Linked DNA regions of Oryctolagus cuniculus: region 1 is linked to region 2. A link is a contact called in public Hi-C data. All regions are on one chromosome and are shown on one strand. Each heading gives the region's core, a stretch centred on a gene start, on an enhancer-like site or on the middle of the called end of the contact. The rest is flanking DNA. Distances are from core to core; before and after follow the strand shown.

The links. A called contact is a pair of places that touch in the nucleus more often than the background predicts.
Region 1: a contact with region 2 is called in a Hi-C map of an unstated tissue, with 5 times the contacts expected there. The contact joins the enhancer-like site here to the promoter of COX6C in region 2. A contact is called at or near these places in 2 of 6 Hi-C or Micro-C datasets (ear pinna and an unstated tissue).

The regions. Positions count from the first base shown.
Region 1 is chr6:125,560,333-125,567,278 of mOryCun1.1, reverse strand. It overlaps FBXO43 (F-box protein 43), which reads left to right. Exons shown (of 5, transcript XM_002710712.5): 4 at 2,143-2,346; 5 at 2,446-2,941. The coding sequence ends at 2,694. It also overlaps LOC108176523. Among named protein-coding and RNA genes, the nearest start is that of RGS22, 11 kb to the right of the region's middle. Within about 2 kb of position 3,833, at least 1 of the 8 cell types and tissues checked has an H3K27ac peak or open chromatin away from gene starts, as enhancers often do.
Region 2 is chr6:125,365,689-125,373,416 of mOryCun1.1, reverse strand. COX6C (cytochrome c oxidase subunit 6C) reads left to right here and starts at 2,249. Exons shown (of 4, transcript XM_002710711.5): 1 at 2,249-2,385; 2 at 3,413-3,539; 3 at 5,919-6,046. The coding sequence starts at 3,426. The coding sequence ends at 6,032.

The DNA of each region.
Region 1 (6,946 bases), core at 2,584-5,083, 190 kb before region 2:
TATTAAGGTATAATTGATGAAAATCAGATATACTTAAGGTGTGTATAACATGTTGTTCTGATAAACATGTAAATTGTGAGATCATTATCCAGTCAAGATAATTAACATTTCTTTTTTTAAAAAATGTGTTTTTATTTACTTATTTGAAAGGCACAGGGGTGGGGCGGGGGGAGGACTTCCATCCATTGGTTTGCTCCTTAAAATGACTGCAACAACCAGGGCTGGGCCAGGCCCAAGTAAGGAGCCAGGAACTCCATCCTGGTTTCCCACATGGGTGGCAGGGACCCAGGGACTTGGACCATCATCTGCTGCCTTCCCAAGCACATTAGCAGGAAGCTGGATGGCAAACAGAGCACCTGGGACTGGAACAGGCACTGGGATATGAGATGCTGCTGTCACAGCAGCGGCCTGACCTGCTGTACCACAGTGCCAGCTCCTAATAAACACATTTCTTGACTGAATATTAGTACTGTATGAATGTAGGACAGGTGAGAGGTTTTTTTTTTCTTTTTCCTTTTCAAATAGCAAAGCTGTTCAAATGAATTACCACCAGGTTATTTGCAAAAATAAGCCCAAGGCATTGGGTTTCACCATCTAAGCAATCCCCTAGTTCTCTGACATGTCCATAAGGTGAGAAAGCTTCAAAGAATTCCACGATAGGCTGCAGTAAAGACTCCCCTCTTCTTAGACCCTGCTTTAAGACAGGGGATACAGGCCGGTGCCGCGGCTCACTAGGCTAATCCTCTGCCTTGCAGCGCCGGCACACCGGGTTCTAGTCCCGGTCGGGGCGCCGGAGTCTGTCCCGGTTGCCCCCCTTCCAGGCCAGCTCTCTGCTGTGGCCAGGGAGTACAGTGGAGGATGGCCCAAGTGCTTGGGCCCTGCACCCCATGGGAGACCAGGAGAAGTACCTGGCTCCTGCCATCGATCAGCGCGGTGCGCCGGCCGCGGCGGCCATTGGAGGGTGAACCAATGGCAAAGGAAGACCACCTTTCTCTCTGTCTCTCTCTCTGTCTCACTGTCCACTCTGCCTGTCAAAAAAAAAAAAAAAAAAAATAGGGGATACAGACTGCTCTGTGGGCTAGATCCTGTCCATTGCCTATGGGTTTTTAAAAATACACATTTCTGTTTTGAATTGACACATGGCAGTTGTACATATTCATCAGGCACGTTGTGACAGTTCAGTACATGTGTAGGCCCCTTGGATGGTTGTCGTGTTTCTGTGTGTTTTAGGCGCACTCACCATCTCCTACCAGCTGTGCTGAAATACTTTCTTCATTGTTGTCAACCATGGTTATCCTACTGTGCTTTCTAGAACACTGGACGTTACTCCTCCCCTCCAGCTGTGCCCCTGCATCTGTTAACCATCCTCTCTTCATCCCTGGTCCTCCACACACTCCCCAGACCCTGGGAACCACTGCTCTGTGCTCCGCTTCTATAAGATTAACTCCTTAGCTTCCACGTGTAAGTGACATCACACAGGAATTGTCCTTCTATACCTGACTTACGTAATGTCCTCCAGTTCCATCCAGGTTGCTGCAGACAACAAAATGCCATTCTTTTTCATGACTGAATAGTATTCCACTGTGTGTGTGTGTGTATACATACACTTATTTTTTATTCATTCATGTGTCAATGGTACCTACGTTGATCCCCTTTCTTGCCTAATTTGAATAGTGCAGCAGTAAACAGGCAAGCACAGAAATCTTTTTGATATCATCCATGTTTTTAAAGTAAATTTTATTGGAACACATCCTCACTCCTTATTTTATGCTTTGTCTATAGCTGTTTTCTCTCTAACTGCAAAAGTTGAATAGCGTAGCTATATGGCCTGAAAAATCCAGAACACTTACCTTGGGCCCTTTTCAGGAAAAGTTTGCTGAACCAAGCCTTGAAATAAATGGAGAAATACTGATCATGCAAACGTAAAGCTAGAATTTATAGTTTTAATTTTTTTATTTTTATATTTCTTAGACTTTTTCATGTTTGGTGAGAAAATGTTTTTGGCTTTGTTTTTCTAAAAAGGAATAGTCAAAGGAGAAAATTCTGGTGATATAAAATCGTTTCCACTTCAATCTATGTGCACTGCAAAGCCATTCTGGAATGTTTTGATGTTCCAGTGTTGACTCTCGACTTCTACCACAGGGGGCTGTGTTAAATGTGGAGGATGCTGCCACGCGGCTTCATCTTGTAAACCGCTCAGCTTTAAGATCAGTGCAAGCACAGGCTAGGACTCCCGGTTCTCAGCAAGAGCAAGTTCCAACATTGTCTCCTTGGGGAGAAGTCTTGACACCCATAGCAAGCTCCTCCGTTGTTCACACCAGTAGTAAGCAGGAGGAATATGTTAAGGTGAGTATTTGTCCTAAGTTATCAGAAGTAAACATTGACAGAAATAAAGTGCCTCTACCTGTGAGCCCGGAGCATTTAGTGTGTGTGCTTTTACCGCAGGTTGCCAAAACACTTTTTATTGACGAAGCATTAAAACCTTGCCCACGGTGCCAGTCCCCTGCTAAGTACCAGCCGTATAAGAAAAGGGGGCTGTGTAGCCGCATGGCCTGTGGTTTTGACTTTTGTGTGTTGTGTCTGTGTGCTTATCATGGGTCTGAAGAATGTAGTAGAGGAACAACAAAGGCAAGAAGTAGAAAAGACGCTGTCCCAGGAAGTGCCCAGAGTAAGCGGAATTTAAAACGCCTCTAAAGAGACTAAGTGGAAAAGAAGCACTCCCCCTGATGCATTTCTTACTTGAAATTATGACTATTTTAAACACATGCCAATCCTCCCATTAATAACAGATGATGATTTCCTTCCTGTTTTGTATATATTCTAATCCATGTCATTGTATATTTTAAATCATTAAGTTTTACAATTTTTTTATTTGACTAAATCGTTTTTATTTATTTTAACATCTTGGTATTTTAAATAAAGACTTTTCAGTGTTGTCAAATGTATGTATTTCATTGTTTCATGTAACATGTTGAACTTGTGCATTTCATCATTATGTGCTGAAATGTGTTTCAATCATGAAAATGATATTCTAAATAACATTAAAAATTTTGAGACCTTAGCCTTATGGATTTGGGAGATGAATACTTGACTGAGATTAAGCATAAATAGAATGAATTCATAAGTCCCATTAAAATCACTCCATAATTTCGATCCTTGTCTTCACATATTTGGGTAGACTCCTGGTTAAGTAAAATTTACTTAACATTGAAAACTAAGACGACACAAAAGATAAACTATGTGGCACATGTAGTTATTCCTAATGGGGGTCTTAGTTAATAAGCATAAGTCATACTTTTCAAGTAAGTATTTCAAAAAATAAGTTATTTGTAGGAGACTCAGATGAAGTTCACCTCTCCTGAGTTTTTCCATTATCTTTGCTTAATTTATAGCACAAAGCAGTATTATACATTTATAACAAAAATTTACTAAACATATCTAAAATTTAATCTGTAACATTCTAGATTCAAATAAATTTATTTATTGTGGATTTGTTTTATTTTAGCTCAAAATAAAGGTTTTAAAAGAAGGAAATACACACTATTATTTCTGAATGGAGGCGTGTAAAGACTTCAAAGGTTGCACTCAACATTCCACAAGGGGGCACCAAAGACTCATTTATGGTTGTTTTGGCTTTTCTTCAAAAAAGTAAATTTAGCTTGTACGTGTTTGACCTTGATGTGCTGCGACATTGCCAAAGAGGGGAAATGTTGCTTGACTTAATTTTTAAAGTGTATATGGGATAAAGTTTTGCTAATAGCTATTACTCAGTGCTAATGAAAATACTCCATCTGGCTTGCAAGCATGTACCGTTTTCCCAGATGCCTTCTCACAGAACGCCCTGCGGGCAGGCCCTGGTTGGTACTTGGGCAATCTGTGTTTACTTGGCAGTGGCCCTGCGCTCCTGGCTGCCTCCTCCCGGGCTGCAGAGCCAGGTCAGTTGAAGGAGCCTTGGATTCGTGGCGGTTATGAATGGAGTCATCCTCCCACCGAGGATTTCCCCTGGGCAATTCGGTTCCTGCAGAGAGGTGACACTCTGTTGAAGTCCTAGGCACAGCCTCCTGAGATCACTGTGACTGCCTCCCAGCTGGTTTCCTTGCTTCTCACGTCTCCCCATTTAAATGTTTCCTAGAGATCCACTGCCAGGCTCTTGGTACTACTATGCAGTTCTGACTGCAGTTGCTTCCGAAAAATATATCAGGTTTTAGGATCTCTTAATGGCCCTATCAGTCTCTCTCACCACTCCCCTCTGTATGCTTTGTTACAGCCAAACTATTCTCCTTGCTGTTTTCTAAACTCTGCATGGGATTTCTCCCACTTCCTTCTTCTCTTGCCGTATTCAAGTCCCACAAAATCTAGCTAATCTTGTTTGTTAGCTTGAATCATTTTCTGAACTCTCCAACAAGGCAGAATTTCCACCTTCTCTGGGTCTTGTGTTTATTTATACCTTCCTTATGGTATCTCTGGCAAGCCTTGGTTTGCATTAAGTTCTTATCTTCCACCATGAAGCAAACTCCTAAAGGCAGAACGATTTTCTTTTTACCTTTTTTTTTTTTTTTTTTTTTTTTTTTTTTTTTTTTTTTTAAGATTTGTTTATTTGTTTGACAGGCAGAGTTACAGAGAGGCAAAGGCAGAGAGAGAGAAGTCTTCCATCCTATTGTTCATTCCCCAAAATGGCCACAAGGGCCGGAGCTGAGCCTATCCAAAGCCAGGACCCAGGAGCTTCTTCCAGGTCTCCCATGTGGGTGCAGGGGTCCAAGGACTTGGGTCATCTTCCACTTCTTTCCCAGGCCATAGCAGAGAGCTGGATTGGAAGAGGAGCAGCCGGGACTCGAACCAGCACCCACATGGGATGCTGGCCCTGAAGATGATGGCTTTACCTACTATGCCACAGTGCCGACCCCAGAACTGTTTTCTACTAGCTCCTGTAGCACAGGGCCTTGGCACATGATATAATATGCACAATGTGCACGAATGGCTGAAATCATTATTGATTGTCCCCATGAAAACAACTTCTATGCCAATCTCAGTTTTATTTCCTTTTTCAGCTGGTGGCATAGGGACTTTCAATTACCCTTATCTGTTTTTCAAAGAGCTAACGTGTGGGGGTGTGGGGACACTCCCCCACACACACCCCACCCCAGCACTGTGGTGTAGAAGATTAAGCCACCACCTGCAGTGCCAGCATGCCATATGGATGCCGGTTCGAGTCCTGGCTGCTCTACTTCCAATGCAGCTCCCTGCTAATGCACCTGGGAAAGCAGCAGAAGATGGCCCAAGTCCTTGGGCTCCTGCCACCCATGTGGGAGACTTGGAAGAAGCTCCTGGCTTCAGCCTGGCTCAGCCCTTGCCATTGCAGCCATCTGGGGAGTGAACCAACAGATGGAAGCTCACTCTCTCCCCCTTTCCTTCTCTATGTATCTCTGCCTTTCAAATAAATACAAGTTTTTTTTTTTAAAGCTAAAATGGGGACATCACCCCACTCGTCTGCTCCCCTTTCACTCCTCCATCCCTCCCTACCTCGGCCAATGCTGCTTCTCCCCATAATCACCTCTCTCTCTCTTCCCTCCTCACCTGCTTCCCTGCTGCTTGCCCTGTGTGACTCTGCTCCCGGTCACAGGGGCTATGCCCTCCCTCCCACCTCTGGTGCAGGGCGGCAGCTGGAGGGAGCACCATTGCACGGTGTGGTCACAGCCTTCATCAGAGCTTTTATGGTTTCCTTCCTGGCCAGCTCTGATGTTAGCCTAGGGCCTCAGCACTGAACAAGCAGAAACCTCCCCTGTCATCTCTTCTAACCTTGGTCTGGGTTAAGTGCTCACCTGAACACTGGTGGACAGAGGGCTCCTAGGTCAGCTTTTTATGTGTCTTTGTTGAAAATGAGGAAGTGTCACGAGTAGCCTTTTCTTCTCGGCTGCCACAGAAATGTACACGGCTGCCTCTCTCCTGTATTGACAGAGAGTATGCTTTATGCTCACGTTCAAGTTACTCGGTAAGGGCTCCTGAATTATTTCCAGAAGGGTGTAGGCATCCCAAGGACTGTTCTTCCTTACCCGCTCTGAGGCTTCCTAGTGTACTGCTTAATCCTGCAGAGATGCTGTCAATGTCGACTGAGGGGCTGTGGAAACCCGAGACAGTGACCTTAATTAAGATACTCACCGTCTCTCCTGGTCAGGCAGGGAATTATGTACCTGGTAAATCTCATCCCTTTATATTAAGAGCAACCCTACAAGGGTAGTGCCATTACTAGCTGCATTTTTAAAAATTTGTCAGATAAGTAAACTAAGAACATAGCCGGGCTTAAAAATATGTTTATTCCACATTAGTGAACTTAAAGCTGGGGTTAAATGTTGGCTGTTGGACCTCAACTATTCTGTCTTGGCTCTCTGCTCATACTGACCGCAATACGGCCCTCACCTATATAAGCCCGACATTCCCACTGCAGCTTCCCACCTTGTTAGAGAATAAACCAAACTGCTGATTGTTTTGACCTCAGATGAGGAAAAAGGAAATTCATTGTATTGGGCTTTTTTCTTCTTTTCTCTAATCACTGATAACTGATTAAAGAATTTTAAACATTGAGATCTTTTATTTTGACCCATCTAATGTTTTATAATTTTCATAATATAGTCTTCATTTCTTCCTTAAATATTACTCATTTTAAATTCTTTTAAAGACTTATTTATTTGAAGCCGGCGCCGCGGCTCACTAGGCTAATCCTCCGCCTAGCGGCGCCGGCACACCGGGTTCTAGTCCTGGTCGGGGTGCCGGATTCTGTCCCGGTTGCCCCTCTTCCAGGCCAGCTCTCTGCTGTGGCCAGGGAGTGCAGTGGAGGATGGCCCAGGTGCTTGGGCCCTGCACCCCATGGGAGACCAGGAAAAGCACCTGGCTCCTGCCATCGGATCAGCGCAGTGCGCCGGCCGCAGCGCACCGGCCGCGGCGGCCACTG
Region 2 (7,728 bases), core at 1,000-3,499:
CTATGTCAGAGTTCTGGTTTGAATTCCAGTTGCTCTGCTTTCTATCCGGCTTCCTGCCAGTGAAGCTGGGAAGGTGGTGGATGACAGGTCAGATGTTGGGCCCCTGTCGCCCATGCCAGAGATCCAGATGGAGTTCCTGGCTCCTGGCTTTGGCCTGGCCTGGCCCTGAATGTTGCTGCCATTTGAGGAGTGAATCAGTGGGTGGAGGATGTTTCTCTTTACCCCCCTTACTTTTCCTGATGCTCTACTTTAAAATAAATCTTTTTTTTTTTTAAAGGAAATTTGCCAGGTAGGAGATAGTGAGCTGGACTCAAATCCAGGCCTATTAGGCTCCAGAACAGAACTACTGCATAGCAACCGGCTCTCTGCTCACCTCTATCATGCAGGGTCCAGTCACCTGCCACCTTCCGTCATTCTCTGTGCTCACTGTGACTGGATGGATCCAGGTTTCCCTAACTACTGTTCGTAAACAACCACTCAGTACCACATCCAGGCCAGGTGCTGTAGGTTGAGCAGGACTTGTCTCCCCAAACCCACACAGATGTTTAAACTTTAATGTCTTAGTGGATTCAGGGTGGAGACTTGATCTAATGATGGCACCTGAGAGGTGGATCTGGTGGGGAGTGTTTAGGTCATGTAGTCTGGGAGAGAAGTTGTCTCTAGAAGATTGACTTGAGTTCAGGTTTGGCCTGCTTGTTCTCTGATTGCTGGGTTACCATGCAGTCGTTCCTCTGCACCAGTGATGATGAGCTTCCAAGGGGCACAGACCATGGGGCCACTTGATCCTGAAATGTAAGCTCTAAACTGTAAGCTGAAATAAACTTTTTCTCTCCTAAGAAGCTTCTCTTGGGTATTTCAGTTGTAGGAACAAAAGCAGACTAATACATCAGGCTGTGTGCCCTGACTGTGTTGTCTCAGATTTCTCCACTTTTCCATTAGACTGAGATGCAGCTCTGCTTCCATGTTTTCCATATCTTCCCTGATGGTTTCAATACAAACTAATCGTGGTTAACTCTGAAATTTACTACTTGTTCTCTAGGCCAGTGATGTGTGTGGGGGGTGGAGAGAGAGTGGGAACACAGTATCTTCCACCTGGACAAATTCCTTGTAAACTTTCAGCTAGGTAAGCCCTTGATACGAGGCCTGAAAAAATATTCTTGAGGTCCAAACCCACTAATGACTCAGCACTCTTCTGTGTGTCTGAAAGGTTGGACTCCCCCAGAGTGTCTGTTAAGTTGAAGACAGAGACTACCTGAAAAGAATACCCCTCCTGGCAGATCTGTTCCTGGCACATCGAAGTCACTTAATCAATCTTCGTTGAATCTGTGTCGTGTGTCCTTTATGTCCCAATTCTATCTTCTGCAGTGCTTGCTAAATTGACTTAATGCCTTGCAAATCTAGGTAATTTCAATAAAAGCTGAGCCTGATATCCCTGAGGCACATGAGCCTTGGCCTCCTACCCCACTTTCTACAAATTTTCATTTGCCTTCCTGCAAATTTGTCTTTTAATAAAAGCCTCAGCCCTTCCAACCAAAACTTGCTCAGCTGTGTTAGGCGGATAACTGCTTCTGCAGTGGCTGGGTCACATCTCTGTGGAGTGCCCGCTGCAAGGGATTGGTAATAACCTCTTTGTGTCTGTCTCAGTCTGCTAGACGTGAGCTCCTAGAAGACAGCTTATTCACCGTTTGTACAAACCAAATGGCTATTTGAGTAACAGTGGCTAGAATGAAAATGCTGGTTTGTGGCATAGTGGGTAAAGCCGCCTCCTGCAATGCTGGCATCCCATACGGGTGCCAGTTCTTGCCCCAGCTTCTCCACTTCCCATCCAGCTCCCTGCTAGTGTGCCTGAGAGAGCAGTCTTTGGGGCCCTGCACCTGCGTGGGAGACCCGGAAGAAGCTCCTGGCTTCCATCTGGCTCAGCTCTGGCTTTTGCAGTTATTTGGGAAGCAGATGGAACCCTGTTTTTCAAATAAGTAAATAAATCTTAAAAACAAACAAAAACCCGCTCATTTGTGCACATACTTTCGGCAATTCTTGGGCCCAGGATGATTGCTGGTGCATTTCTAAGAGTACATTAACTTTTTTTCACATATTAAATATTTCTTAATTCCCTAGTAATTTCATAACCCTGTTATTAGAAAGATTAATACTTCCAATTCACTAAGTAATCTGTTTTAGGAAGTCAAGTCCTCTTTTTCTTAGATCACACAAGAAACCGAACAAGCTGATGAACTTCACTTGAGAACGAGAACGACCGGAATCGCGCTAGGTTTGGACTCCTTCGGCTACCGTCGCCGGATCCTCTTCGCGAATTCCCTTATGCGCCTGCGCAGTACCGGCGTGTCGTCCATTTCTCTAGCAACCGGGAAGGACGTTGGTGTGGAGGTGAGTCTGGTCGCTGTCTCTTTCAGCGTTTCGGTCCTCAGACCTGCTGTCTGCCGTTCTCTCTGCCTCGGAGTTGAGTCGCGGCTCCGCAGCTCCGTCGCGGTGGAGCCTGGGACCTCTCATCCGCGTCGACCTCCGCTCGCCCCTCGGCGACCTCCGGAGGGCGGAGGGCGGAGGGCTGCGGGCGCCGGACCGGGTGGGCTGAGGCGGTCTCACGGAAGCCCGAGTTGGGCGCAGGGGCCCCGAGGAACCTGCAGGCTTCGGAGTCAGCCGGCCGGCATCCAGCTCCCTCTGTAGTCTGTGACCTTGGTTAGGTCATTTGCCCTGCCCGTCCCGGTGTTTCGCGGGTGGAGAGGCTTACGGGTCTGCCCGCAGTGTCGGCGCTCGGTCGGGGCCCGCTGGCTGCCGCGTTTGGCCTGGAGCTGGGGAGGGGCGCCTGGCCCGTCGCAGGTGGGCTTCCGCAGCCTCCCTGTGATGTAGGCAGGCAGATCGGTTTCACCTGCACCCTCCCGCGCGGTCTCCCCCGGTGGCCGAAGGTCCGCAGGGACTGTCCCCGGCTGGACAGTTAGGGCCCTCGAGGCAACTGCCGGGTTCCGGTCGGAGTTTTGATCATTGGCTGTGTGAGCTTGGAAACCCCCGCACCCGTAGCTCACAGGGTTGGCGGCGGGATGTAGAAAAGGTTTAGAGGAGGGCTGTAAAGAAGTTTGCACGGGCACGCTGCAGCCTACAGCGCCTGCGTCTCTCTCCTACGGCTGGGGGAGATTCTTGGAGTTTTTGCTCATTGGCGACGGGCGTGGCTCCCCTTGAAAGGTGTGCTGCAGCTGTTTGGCCTTCAGTTGGGTGGTGGTTCATTGTATGGGCTGGGGGACGGAAAAGATGGAGGCCGAGCCGGGCCACTCTGGGCTTTGTGGGCGGAGTCAGTGGCCTGTGGTCCTGAGCGTCTCTCGAAGGTCAGACAGGCATCATGCTTAGGAGTCCCCTCAGTACCGTGTTGGTCCTAAGGTTTTCTTTCCTTTGACCTACGAAGGACAAGAACTAGCATGGCGCCCAGTGCTTTGGCGAAACCTCAGATGCGGGGCCTTCTGGCCAAACGCCTGCGCTTTCATATCGTTGGAGCCTTTGCTGTGTCCTTGAGCGTTGCAGCTCTGTATAAGGTACGATCTATTTCTAGTGACTTACCTCTCTGAAAACCTGTTTCCTCATATGGCTGGGTTCTGAGGTACTGGGAGGTAAGGCCTAAACACAGGAATTTTGAAAGAACGCAGTCTAGCCCATGGTAGAGGAATGGGGAAGGCAGTTCTGAATGGGATTGGGAGGAATGAGCACAGAATGGCACCTTCATACTGTGCCACCTATGGATTGAAAGTTATGCCTTTTTAAAAAAAATTTTTTTTACTTATTTATTTGAAAGGTAGTTACAGAGAGGCAGAGACACAGAGAGAGAGGTCTTCCATTCTCTGGCTCACTCCCCAAATGGCCGCAACAGCCAGAGCTGGGCCGATTCGAGGCCAGGAGCTTCCTCCAGGTCCCCCACGTGCGTGCAGGGGCCCAAGCACTTGGGCCATCTTCTACTGCTTTCCCAAGTCACAGCAGAGAGCTGGATTGGAAGTGGAGCAATCAGGACAGGAACTGGTGCCCATATGGGATGCTGGCACTGCAGGCATCAGCCAGCCGTTATGTTTATGACTGATTGCTACAAAAGTTTATGATACTATATATGTTTATCACCATCTTGTCATTAATGGCTCATGAGAGATTTCAGGTCTGTCTTGTAACTGTTCCTACTTAATAATTTTCTGTTTCTTTTGTTTTTAAAGATCATTTATTTGAAAGGCAGAGTTAGAGGGCAGGGACAGGCTAGAGTCAGGAGCCAGAAAATCCAGTCTGGGTCTTCCACGACCATGGCAGGAACCCAGGTACTTGAGCCATCATTTGCTCCCTCCCTGGTACATTAGCAGGAAGAAGGGTTGGAAGCAGAGGTAGAACGTAATTCCAAGATCTCCCATATGGAATGTGGCTATCCTAAGTGGCAACTTATCCTGCTACACCACAACACCTGCCCTCTTTACTGGTTTTTATATGTGGGATGAGATTTGAATTTGGATAACAAATCGTAAGTTGAAATTCACTAAGCAGTGTTTTGTGGAGACTAAAATTTTTCCATATAATGGCAAGCAGATTGAATCTGCTTGAGCCGCCTGCCAGCTAGTTTCTTCCTAGATTTTTTAAAGGCTTTTTTATTTACTTGAAAGGCAGGATGACAAGGAGACACACACATACACACACACACACACATACATACACATACCCCACACCCCCCAGATCTTGTATGTGCTGATTCAGAGTTGGGCCAGGTTGGAGCAAGGAGCCTGGAGTTCCATCCAAGTCTCCCACACGGGTACAGGGGCCCAAGCACTTGGGCAATATTTTTTTTTTTTTTTTTTTTTAAGATTTGTTTTCTATCCTCTGGTTCACTTCCCAGTTGGCCACAACGGCCAGAGCTGTGTCAATCAGGAGCCAGGAGGTTTCTCCAGATCTCCTGCACAGGTGCAGGGGCCCAAGGACTTGGGCCATCTTCCACTGCTTTCCCAGGCCACAGCAGAGAGATAGATCAGAAGTGGAGCAGCCAGGACTTGACCTGGCGCCCTTATGGGATGCTGGCACTGCAGGTGGCGGCTTTACCTGTTAAACCATAGCGCCGGACCCGTGGGCAATTTGCTGCTGCTCTCCCAGGGGCATTAGCAAGGTTGGAAGTGGAGCAGCTGCTACTTGAACAGTGACTTAACCTGCTGTGCTATAACGTTGGCTCCCTTCCTTGATCAAGTCGCTTAAGGTCTCCATTTCTTTCTTGAATCTATATTTGTTCTCTTTTCCATTGACCTCTGCCTTATACAGAGCCCTCAAAGAATAAAAAAATGAACATAACCCTTTCCTCCCATCCTTTTCCTTGATGATGCTATAGACTTTGCAGGTTCAGGAGTTTATTTCTCTGGAAGTGATTAGTAGCCATCATGATTATTTGTAGGTCAGGTCAGTGTCTAGTCTGAGGACTTACACAAGCTCTCCTATGTTGTGGTATAAATTACCCCAAAGTCTTCTTGCAGATGGAAAGTTTCTTGTGCCTTTCACAGGTGGCAAATAGTTACCAAGTCAATTTCAGACTCCTCTGAAATTCATATTGTGTTGTAAACTGAATCAGAATATTTCATTGTACCTCATGAGTGGCATATTTAGGCTTTGCTATAGGGAAGGCTGCCCTTTTCTCTCTTTGATCTTTTTGAGTCTCATCCTCTGGCATTTGCCGGTCTGTACCCCTCTCCCACAAAACACACCCAGAAAAAGGTATAATCTGTTCTAGCTAAGGTATATTTCTATGAAACTGTTTTTCCTTTGCTTTGTCACCTCTTTCACCCTTTGTCAGAAGAAATGTGGGGTTCACAATAAAAGGTTGACACAAACATTTTATTATTTACCTTGTCTTCAGTTACTAAATTTCCAATAATCTGGAAAACTACCAGGCTGTTACTTTTTAGTTTGCAGTGGCGGAACCAAGAAAGAAGGCATATGCAGATTTCTACAGAAATTATGATTCCATGAAAGATTTTGAGGAGATGAAGAAAGCTGGTATCTTCCAGAGTGCAAAGTGATTGGGGATGTAAAGGTAATGTGGTCTTTGGAAATTAACTTTTCCTAAAGATGTCTTTAATTTTTGGTAAAATGCAAATAGCATATAATTCACCATCTTCGCCCTTTTAATTTTACAATTTACCATCTTCCCATTTTAATTAGTGGTAAGTACGTTCATGTTGTTGTACAGCCAGTCTCCAGAACTCTCTTCAGTCCACACCATTAAACAGCTACTCCTGGGTACCCTTTCCTAAGCTCTTGCAGCCACTGTTCTACCGTCTCTGGATGTGACTGCTCTAGATCCCTCATGTAAGTGCAGTCCCACAACACTGGTCTGTTTTTGGCTGGCTTTTTAAATTTGGCATAATGCTCTTAGAGTCAGGCAGGCATATTCTAGCTTGTACCAGAACTTAATTTCTTTTTGGGACTGAATAATACTCCATTTTGTGTATCTATCTTATTTTCGTTAGCCATTCATTTCTCATACACTTGGGCTTGCTTCCACCTTTTCACTATTATGAACATCTCTCTTCAAGACTTTGCTTTCAGTTCTTTGGGGATATATGCTCAGAAGTGGAGTTGCTAGATTGTAATAGTAAAGTTTTTCATTTTTTTCTCCCCATATTGGCTGCAATTTATATTGCTTACACTGCACAAAGCGTTCTGATTTCTCCACATCTTGGAAAGCACTTGCTGCTTTGTGTGTATTGATAAGTTTTAAGATTTATTTATTGATTTAAAAGAAAGACAAGACAGAGCTCTCACCTGCTGGTTCACTGCCCAAAGGTCAGTAACATGTGGTTGGGCCAGGCTGAAGTCAGAATCCAGAAACTCTATCCCAGTCTCCCATGTTGGAGCAGAAACCCAAGTACTCCCAGGTGCATTAGCAGTAGGTTGGATTGTAAGCAGAGGCAGGATTTACTGCTGGGAACTCCTAAATGGGATGTCTGTGTCCAAGTGGTGACTTAACCTGAGAGGGAGAGACAGAGAGAAAGGTCTGGAAGAGGAGCAACCGGGACAAGAACCTGGGGTGCCAGTACCGCAGGTGGAGGATTAGCCTAGTGAGCTGTGGCGCCGGCCCTGATAGTGTGTTTTCAACATATTTATGGATTTTCATGCCTTTTTTTTTTTTTGCTCTTACAGCTTCATGCTATTTTGATCAGAATAAAATACTTTGTATGACTTCCTTTGTTTTTGTCAAGTCTGTTTTGTGGCCTAACATTTAGGATGTTCTAGAGAACACTCCATGTGCACATGAAAAAAATATATATATTCTGATATTGAGTAGAGTGTTTAGTTAGATCCAGTGGTTTATAGAGTGTTGTTTAAGTCCTCTGTTTGCTCATTGAGCTTCTGTCTGGTCATTGTTGAAAGTGGTGAATTCTAGTTTCCACCTATTATTGTGGAGCTAGTTCTCCTTTGAGTTGTTTGTATTTGTTCATTTGGGTTGCTATTACTTGGTGCATGTGTGTATTTACAAATTAATTGCTTCTTGGTAAATTGATTTTATCATATAATGTCCCTTTTATAAGATGCTTTGGCTTAATATCTATTTTGTCTGATACTGGGTTAGCCATCCTTGTTCTCTTTTGATTATTTGTGTAGAATTTTTTCCCCATCCTTTCACTTTCAGCATGTGTGTGTTCTTAAGCCTAAAGTGGATCTCTTAGAGACAGTATATTACTAGATGGATTCAGGTTTTTTATCCATTCTGCT